Linked DNA regions of Pan troglodytes: region 1 is linked to region 2. The links are chromatin contacts, called in public Hi-C maps. All regions are on one chromosome and are shown on one strand. Each heading gives the region's core, a stretch centred on a gene start, on an enhancer-like site or on the middle of the called end of the contact. The rest is flanking DNA. Distances are from core to core; before and after follow the strand shown.

What was found. Hi-C and Micro-C count contacts between places; a contact is called where the count stands out from the background.
Region 1: a contact with region 2 is called in a Hi-C map of stem cell-derived neural progenitor cells, with 5 times the contacts expected there. The contact joins the enhancer-like site here to the promoter of TMEM161A in region 2. A contact is called at or near these places in 1 of 7 Hi-C or Micro-C datasets (stem cell-derived neural progenitor cells) and 1 of 1 datasets of contacts at active chromatin or transcription factors (stem cell-derived excitatory neurons).

The regions. Positions count from the first base shown.
Region 1 is chr20:22,143,423-22,147,135 of NHGRI_mPanTro3-v2.0_pri, reverse strand. All of the region lies in intron 2 of GATAD2A (GATA zinc finger domain containing 2A), which reads right to left. Among named protein-coding and RNA genes, the nearest start is that of TSSK6, 26 kb to the left of the region's middle. Within about 2 kb of position 1,510, at least 12 of the 24 cell types and tissues checked have an H3K27ac peak or open chromatin away from gene starts, as enhancers often do. A contact at or near this core is called in stem cell-derived neural progenitor cells, where this site is marked.
Region 2 is chr20:21,791,397-21,795,006 of NHGRI_mPanTro3-v2.0_pri, reverse strand. TMEM161A (transmembrane protein 161A) reads left to right here and starts at 1,281. Exons shown (of 11, transcript XM_016935562.2): 1 at 1,281-1,398. The coding sequence starts at 1,296.

The DNA.
Region 1 (3,713 bases), core at 261-2,760, 350 kb before region 2:
GTAGTGCAATCTCGGCTCACTGCAACCTCCACCTCCCCGGTTCAGGTGATTCTCCTGCCTCAGCCTCCTGAGTAGCTGGGATTACAGGCATGCACCATCATGCCCGGCTAATTTTTTTTTTGTATTTTTGTACAGACAGGGTTTCACCATGCTGGCCAGGGTGGTCTTGAACTCCTGACCTCAGATGATCCGCCCACCTCGGCCTCATTGTACATTCATCGAAGTGAATCAAGTCCATTTTTTTTGTCAGCAGGAAAACCAGCCAAGGACAGAACACGTCCTCTAGGTGGCACTGTGACCCAGAGAACAAACTCGGACAAAGTTAACTGGTTGCCGCAGCTCAAAGTTGTCCTGGCTCTTGCTCTGCCAGGGTCTAGTTGATAATTAGACCCCGGCAGGGTTGAGGAGAGTCGCTAGGATGAAGAACCTGACTCCGCTCTAGCAGCCCTCGGGACCTCTGAGGTCCCCTCCACACCCATGAGCTGCGTCCTCAGGGAAGGGTAGACACAGAGCACCAGAGGTTAAGGCTTCACCAATGCTACCCTGGACTCGCCAGATGCTGGACTCAGGAACCGCTTTATTTGCTCTCCTCTGGTCCCTCCTAATTCCACCCACCACAGCTACGTGGTGGCTGTACCTGAACGCCGGTCCTAGCCCTGATGAAGCAGCTTCTCACCAGAGACCTGGGCGTGGACAGAAAGGTACGATTTCGAAGTATACAATCCCCCAGGCAAGGGGTTATCAGCCCACATTCTGAAGCCCAGAACCGGGTAGTTTGTTTCTAAAGTAACCCAGGACACCTCACTCAGGTCTTAGCAAACCGCCAGCATGTCTCTCCTTGCTGCCGGCCCCATGCCGCCCAAGATCGACTTTCAAGGTGACCTCAGGGCTCTAATTCCAGGTTCCCTGGACGTGTACACACACTGAGCACCTCAGAGGCAGGCAGTCCCAAGGCTTCAGCACAGAGGTGCAGCAGCTGGCCTCCACCCAGGTGGCCTCCAAAGTGAACAGGGGAGCAGGGGGCCAAGGCAGCATCTTGTATAGAGTTACAGACACAATTCCTGGGCTAGCATGAGCTGAAATGAAATGACAGCCAAGCTCTAAGGCACTTAACACTTCTTATCATCTTATTGAGGGCGTGTGCTTCTTCCAGAGGTGAGATGTCTAATAAAATTCAAACCTGCCTGAGGGAAGAGGGTAGGCGAGGGGTCCAGACCACCTAGCAGCTGAAGCTGCCTGAGAGGGCTGCTCTGACCACAGCGCTCCCTGGCCCCATCTTGGCCTGCGACTAATCAATAACTCATCCAAGAGATGATGTCACCACCCATCAATGATCACTCAGCATCCCAGCAGCCAGCAGGGAGTGAACTTCCTGTATGCTAATCAGGCCACCAAAAAGTCATGTGACAAAGGCATTTCCCTCCTTGGTCACATGACCCTTTAACTGTGCCTTCCAACGTGAAAACCATGGCAACGGCCAGTTCCAACCGGTTTGTGACACGCAGCCTTCATTTTGAGAAGGGAGGTAAAGGTTCAGGTACTGTCAGAAAATGGAGGCGCCAGGCTCACCCCAGGGCTGTGGAGCTGCAGGCACTTCCTGTGTGGCGCCAGCCCACAGGGGACTGTTGCTGCACCACAGGCTCCAGTCACCTCTACATACACCGCACACAGCAGGGTCACTGGCCCCTCTAAGTTTCTAAAATGAAAAACTTTGTTAAGCTCACTTTTTAAAGGAGAGAGGCTTTAAGAGTCTCGGTACTTTCTAAAAGAGATCTTTAATTCAGGAAAAAGAGCATGTGGCTCAAAATGATTGCAGGTATTATTTCAGGGAAATATTTAATTATAAAAACTGTCTAAAGTAAACAAAACCAGTGGAAATCTAGCACAACATGCTGAGAGGGATGGCATCGTGGCCCAGGGACAGCGTCTGCCATTCACTCCACAGCAGCCGTTCCGGGCACCAAGTTTATTTGGAAGTGATGTGATAGTTCAGGACAAATCCCATAAGCCCGTCCTGCCCATCTTGAGAAGCCTTAATGTAAAACGTAGTGATCAAGAGATTTTATGTGACATACAAAAATCCCTGGAAGCAGGCCAGGCTGTTATCAGCGTAAATGGTCTCACCCGCTCCCTGCCACGCACCACCCCCACTCCCCGACCCGCTGGCACTGGCCCTGACCTCACAAGCACAGAAATTCTGTTACCTGCCAGGAACTTCCATAGAATTTCCTGGAGGAGAGGCCGGGATTATAAACTTAAACTGAGACACGATCCCACTTCCACAGCAAAAGGTTATGGCTTTCAGCTGCTCAGCAACCAGCGGCCAGTACGTGGTTAATATTTAGTGTCCCCTCAGCCAGTGCCGGGAAGGAGCCGTCCTTGGAGGCTGGGACCTTTGTGGTTCTCTGAACAGGCCTGCCTGGTATGCAGGAAAGACATACCCCTCTCCCTCATTCATTCATTCATTCATTCCTTACATCTGCTGAGAGCTCATTTAAAAAGCAGGTGCTACAGCAGGCAGTGGGGAGGAACCCCTGGATAAAAGGAATTTCTGTCCTTAGGGTTCAGTCTACCAGGATGGACAGACACAACAGGGGAGCGGCAGGTGGGGGCAAGGCTGTAGGTGGGCTTGGGGCTGGCCCCGTGAATGTCTGACCACTGCTGTCACTGCCATAGCAGCAGGGCAGCTTCTCCAGAACTTGTATAAATGAAGCGTGTCCTCCTTGCCCCAGACCTGCTTGATCAAAGTCTGTATTTCAGCAAGATCCCCCAAGTCTTGCACACACTAGGGAAGTTAGGGATGACCATGACCTGTAGCTCGTGAGGCCTCGGTACAAGAAATCCTCCTCCAGGCTGGCTTGGGGAGACAGGCAGGGCCCAGCAATGCCTTCTCCAGCCACAGAACCATTTCCCACTAGAACCTTTCCTCCTCACCTCTTTCAGGCCTAGCAGGGTGGGCTGCTGGCTGTGTGCAAGGGTGGGATGAGGGCTCTGCTAGAGCCAACACCAGCCCTGCCAGCTCACTTGTCCCTTGTGCAAACACTCATCTTGGGCACCTGTCATGAACCAAGCTGTTAACATCCCCCGCCCTCCTGGGGCCTGGCCCACAGACATGGCCCAGCATGGCCATGTTCTGTCTGCAGAACATCCCTCTTCAACTTGCCTCAGGAAGCCTGCCCGGCCCTGTCCCCTTGCCTTGGGGTGAAGGTCATGGCAGAACTCGGGGTTCCACTCGGGGGAGTGCAGGTCTGAGCAGAAACCCCCCAGAGCTTCCCAAGAAGGGCTGGCTGGTGGGTCTGTGTTCCTTAGCCACCCCCAGCCCAGTGACTGGCCCACCCACCCTCGGCCCAGCAAGCCCATCTAAGTGCCTTTGGCTCCCTGCACGGCACCCCACCCCACCCCCCTATGAAGATGAGCCCTCCCTCCCCCTGCCTTGCAGGGTGACATGTCAGCACCTGTCTGACAAGCAGGTTCCTGCACCCTGAGCTGGGGGCCATCACGACCTCCTTCAGGTGGGTGTGGCACCGGCACAGCACCCAGGGACCTATGGCCCCACTCTGTGGCACAGCCTCAGCTCCCAACAAGGGACAAGGTGTTCCCAGGACCAGATGAACAAAGGGCAAGGGGGTATCCAGCCCTGGGGTGATACCACAGCCCCAGAGAAGGGGGCAAGCCCCCATGTCCTCAGAGCCAGGAATCTCCTCCTAAGTCTA
Region 2 (3,610 bases), core at 32-2,531:
CGAGGTGGCGTGCGATAGTGCGCTTAGGATTCAGCACTTGCCAGCCGAAAGTTAAAAAAAATAAAATATAAACCAGGCCCGGTGGCTCACCCCTGTAATCTCAGCACTTTGGGAGGCCGACGTGGGCGGATCACCTCAAGTCGGGAGTTCGAGACCAACCTGATCAACATGGAGAAACCTCATCTCTACTAAAAATGCAAAATTAGCCAGTCGTGGTGGCGCATGCCTGTAATCCCAGCTACTCGGGAGGCTGAGGCAGGAGACTCACTTGAACCCAGGAGGCGGAAGTTGCGGTGAGCCAAGATCACACCATTTCACTCCAGCCTGGGCAACAAGAGCGAAACTCCGTCTCAAGAAAAAAAAAAATTAATACACAAATACATAATAAAATGTAAAAACGAAAAGGTAATTACTCAGGCCCCACACACAGGAACCCACCCCCATAAAGATGCTCAGACACTCAGTCATACCCAATATATGTCTACACTCAGGCAGACACACTCATCCACAGAAAGACAAATGGCAAAACCGAGGCACAAACACCAGAAGCGCTTTCCTCCTAGCGGTGAAATAAAGAACATCAGATCCCTGAAGCTGACATTTGGTCCTTGATCCAGCCATGCCTGAAGCTGACACTACGGCTAGTATTTTCTGTCACATGAGCCAAAAATTTTCCTTTTTTGCTTGAACCCATGTTAGTTGATATTTTGTGGAGCACAGCCAGAGTCCTAGCTGATAGAGATGAATAAGGCACTTGCCAGGTGAAAAAGATTGAGGCATTCTTTTTTGCTTTTGTTTTGTTTTTACTTTAAGATTGAGGCATTCTTGAAGGCATTGCAAGATGTAGGATATTTACAAAGGCCTGGAGGTATGAGACAGCATGGTGGGTGCAAGTTGTACTATAGGGTGCACAATAGTGCTAGCAGCAGATTTAAGTCAGGCAGAAGGGTCTGAATTCAGTCTGAGTACTTAGCCTACTTAGTACTTAGGAGTACTAAGTACTTCGTCTACTAAGTGGGAGCCATTGAATGTTCTTGATGGGGGGGAGGGAGTTCTACTCTCAGAAACGTCCCTTAGGTGGGAATAAATGCTTTCGCTGCAAACCTTTGAGATAAGTGTAGGAAAGAGAAAACTAAGCCTTAAGAGAGGTCGGCCACGCAGGCCTCCCAGACACAATCTTGACTTTGATCGAGCCGAACCAGCGTATCTGAACTACAATTTCCGGCATGCAACGCGAGCGGCCTCCTCGTCCCTGGTGATTTGCCGGCTCAGAACATACTGATTGGTCGGACGGGATGCTCGTCAGACCAGAGTCGGGCTCTAATTGGTCGAGTTTCCGCAGAGTGCCCGGAGCCCTAGGCCGGTGGGTGAGTGCACCGCGTTCTCGCACGCGTCATGGTGAGCGAGCGTCCCGCGAAGTGGGGGGTTCTGCAGAGCCGAGGTCCAGCCGAAGGGGTCCAGGGAGACACTGAGGGAATGGATTGGGGTTTCTTCTTGGGGATTGGAGGCTCTGAGGGATTCGGGGGCACGCTGAAGGCCGTGTGTCCCTCTCTGGGAGCCCTGCTCTCGCTACAGGACCTCCGAGGGAGTCGGCGGGAGTTGTACCCAGGGGGACTAGAAGCCCCTAAGCGTTCTGGGAATTCTGCCCTCGAGACCTTTTAGGGGTCTGGGATCCTTTTGAGGGGTCGTGGTCCCACAGAGGGGACTGGGGACCCCAGCACATTTGGAACCTGGTTAAGGCGGTGTGGGGTCCTGTTGGGGGTCCACTCTGGGGACGGGGGTCCTGCAGGAGCGTGGGGGCCGCGCTGACAGGATCCATCGGGGGTCCCTGCTATATCGGGGTGTGTGGAACGGGCAGGGGAGGCCGTGGGAGGTGGACTCAGGAGGTCTGGTTGGCCTCAGGGCGGGCAAGGTTCTCAGAGTGGGAGACAGGAAAGTTGGAACCTTCAGGTCTCACGGGGCTCTGGGTCCAACCCATTGGGTGTGTTCTTAAAACTTAGCCCAGCCCCTGGGGGTCAGGCTGGTGCAGGGAGATGGGGGACTCCCACAACCCTGACGGGACCGGCCTGGGCAGAGAGAGGGACGTGGAACTGGAGGGTCTCTGCCTGGGACCATCCCCGAGGAGGGGCGCTGGAGATGGCCCTGAAGGAAGGGCACTGATGGCCGGAATTATTGAAAGTGGGGCGTCGTCCCAGGCGGAGGTGCAGGACGCTGTAGGAGATGAAGGCACAGGCTCCCGGGAATGAGGAGGGAGGCTGCATTGATTTTATCAGGGTTCTTGAGTTCGAGAATCCTAAATCCAGTGAAGGGAAAAGAAGGAGCTGATGGAAGACTCCAGAAAATCCTTGCAGATGTCTGCAGAGCCCTGACCCTGAGACAGGAGGCTGGGTGGAGGGCAGGGCCATCAGAACATCCCTGGACAGACCTCTGGGAGCCTTAGGTGGAGAGATGCACCCCTCCACCACCTTTTCCCTTGGGGGGTTTGGGGGGGGGGTCATTGATGAAGAGCCCAAAGGTCCAGGAAGACCTCTGAGACTCCAGTGGTTGGGTGCAGGGAGGGCTGAGGAGAGAGCTGAGCTGTGGGGAGGTGGAGGGATGGTCTCTAGCTATGCCTGCAGGGTGCAGAACCAAGTTGGGGGCTGACTGTGAGACTAGGAAGGGCCTGAACCACCTGGAAGGGTATGGGATGATGGGTGAGTGCTAGGATCTCCCAGGAGAGCCTGGAGGAGGCTACTGGTTGAGCTCAGCAGAGAGGTCTGGGCTGGAGGTGTCACCGTGCTGAGGTTTTGATGGGCTGGCTGATTGGGTGGTTAAAACCCTGGCAGGTCACAGGAGAGAGGTCGGAGAGAGAGGAGAAAAACAGACTAGGGGGTGGGAGGGCAGGGTCCTAGGGGAAGGGTGGGGCTTCAACAGCCCTGACCCACTGGCTTGCAGGGGCCCATGGGCTGGCACTCATGGTCCCTAAGTGCCAGCCAGCCAGTCTGCACTAGGGTCCCGGGGAGGGCGAGCAATGAGGACTTAGAGATGAGAAAGATGCCGCCACCAACCTCATTACTGAAAAAAGATTTCTGGTCTCAGTTTACAAGTCACAGGTACAGAGAAAATGTCCTATTAGTCTGTTATTTTATGTATTTTTATTTTATTATTATTATTATTTTGTTTTGAGACAGAGTCCCACTCTGTTGCCCAGGCTGGAGTGCAGTGGCACAATCTCGGCTCACTGCAACCTCTGCCTCCCAGGTTCAAGCAATTCTGCTGCCTCAGCCTCCCAAGTAGCTGGGATTACAGGCGCCCACCACCATGTCTGGCTAATTTTTGTATTTTTAGTAGAGACAAGGTTTCATCATGTTGGCCAGGCTCGTCTCAAACTCCTGACCTCAAGTGATCAGCCCGCCTCAGCCTCCCAACATGCTGGGATTACAGGCACGAGCCACCGCACCTGGCCTCAGCAGTCATTTTGAATTACCGTGCTAGGCCCGGTACCCATCACATTAGGGTTTTTCCGACTAAATTTAGCTTATTTATGCCTGATTAAAGGATTATTTTCATAATTAATTTTACTATTAAATAAACTTTATTTCATTTTGATGATAATACCAGAACACTAGTA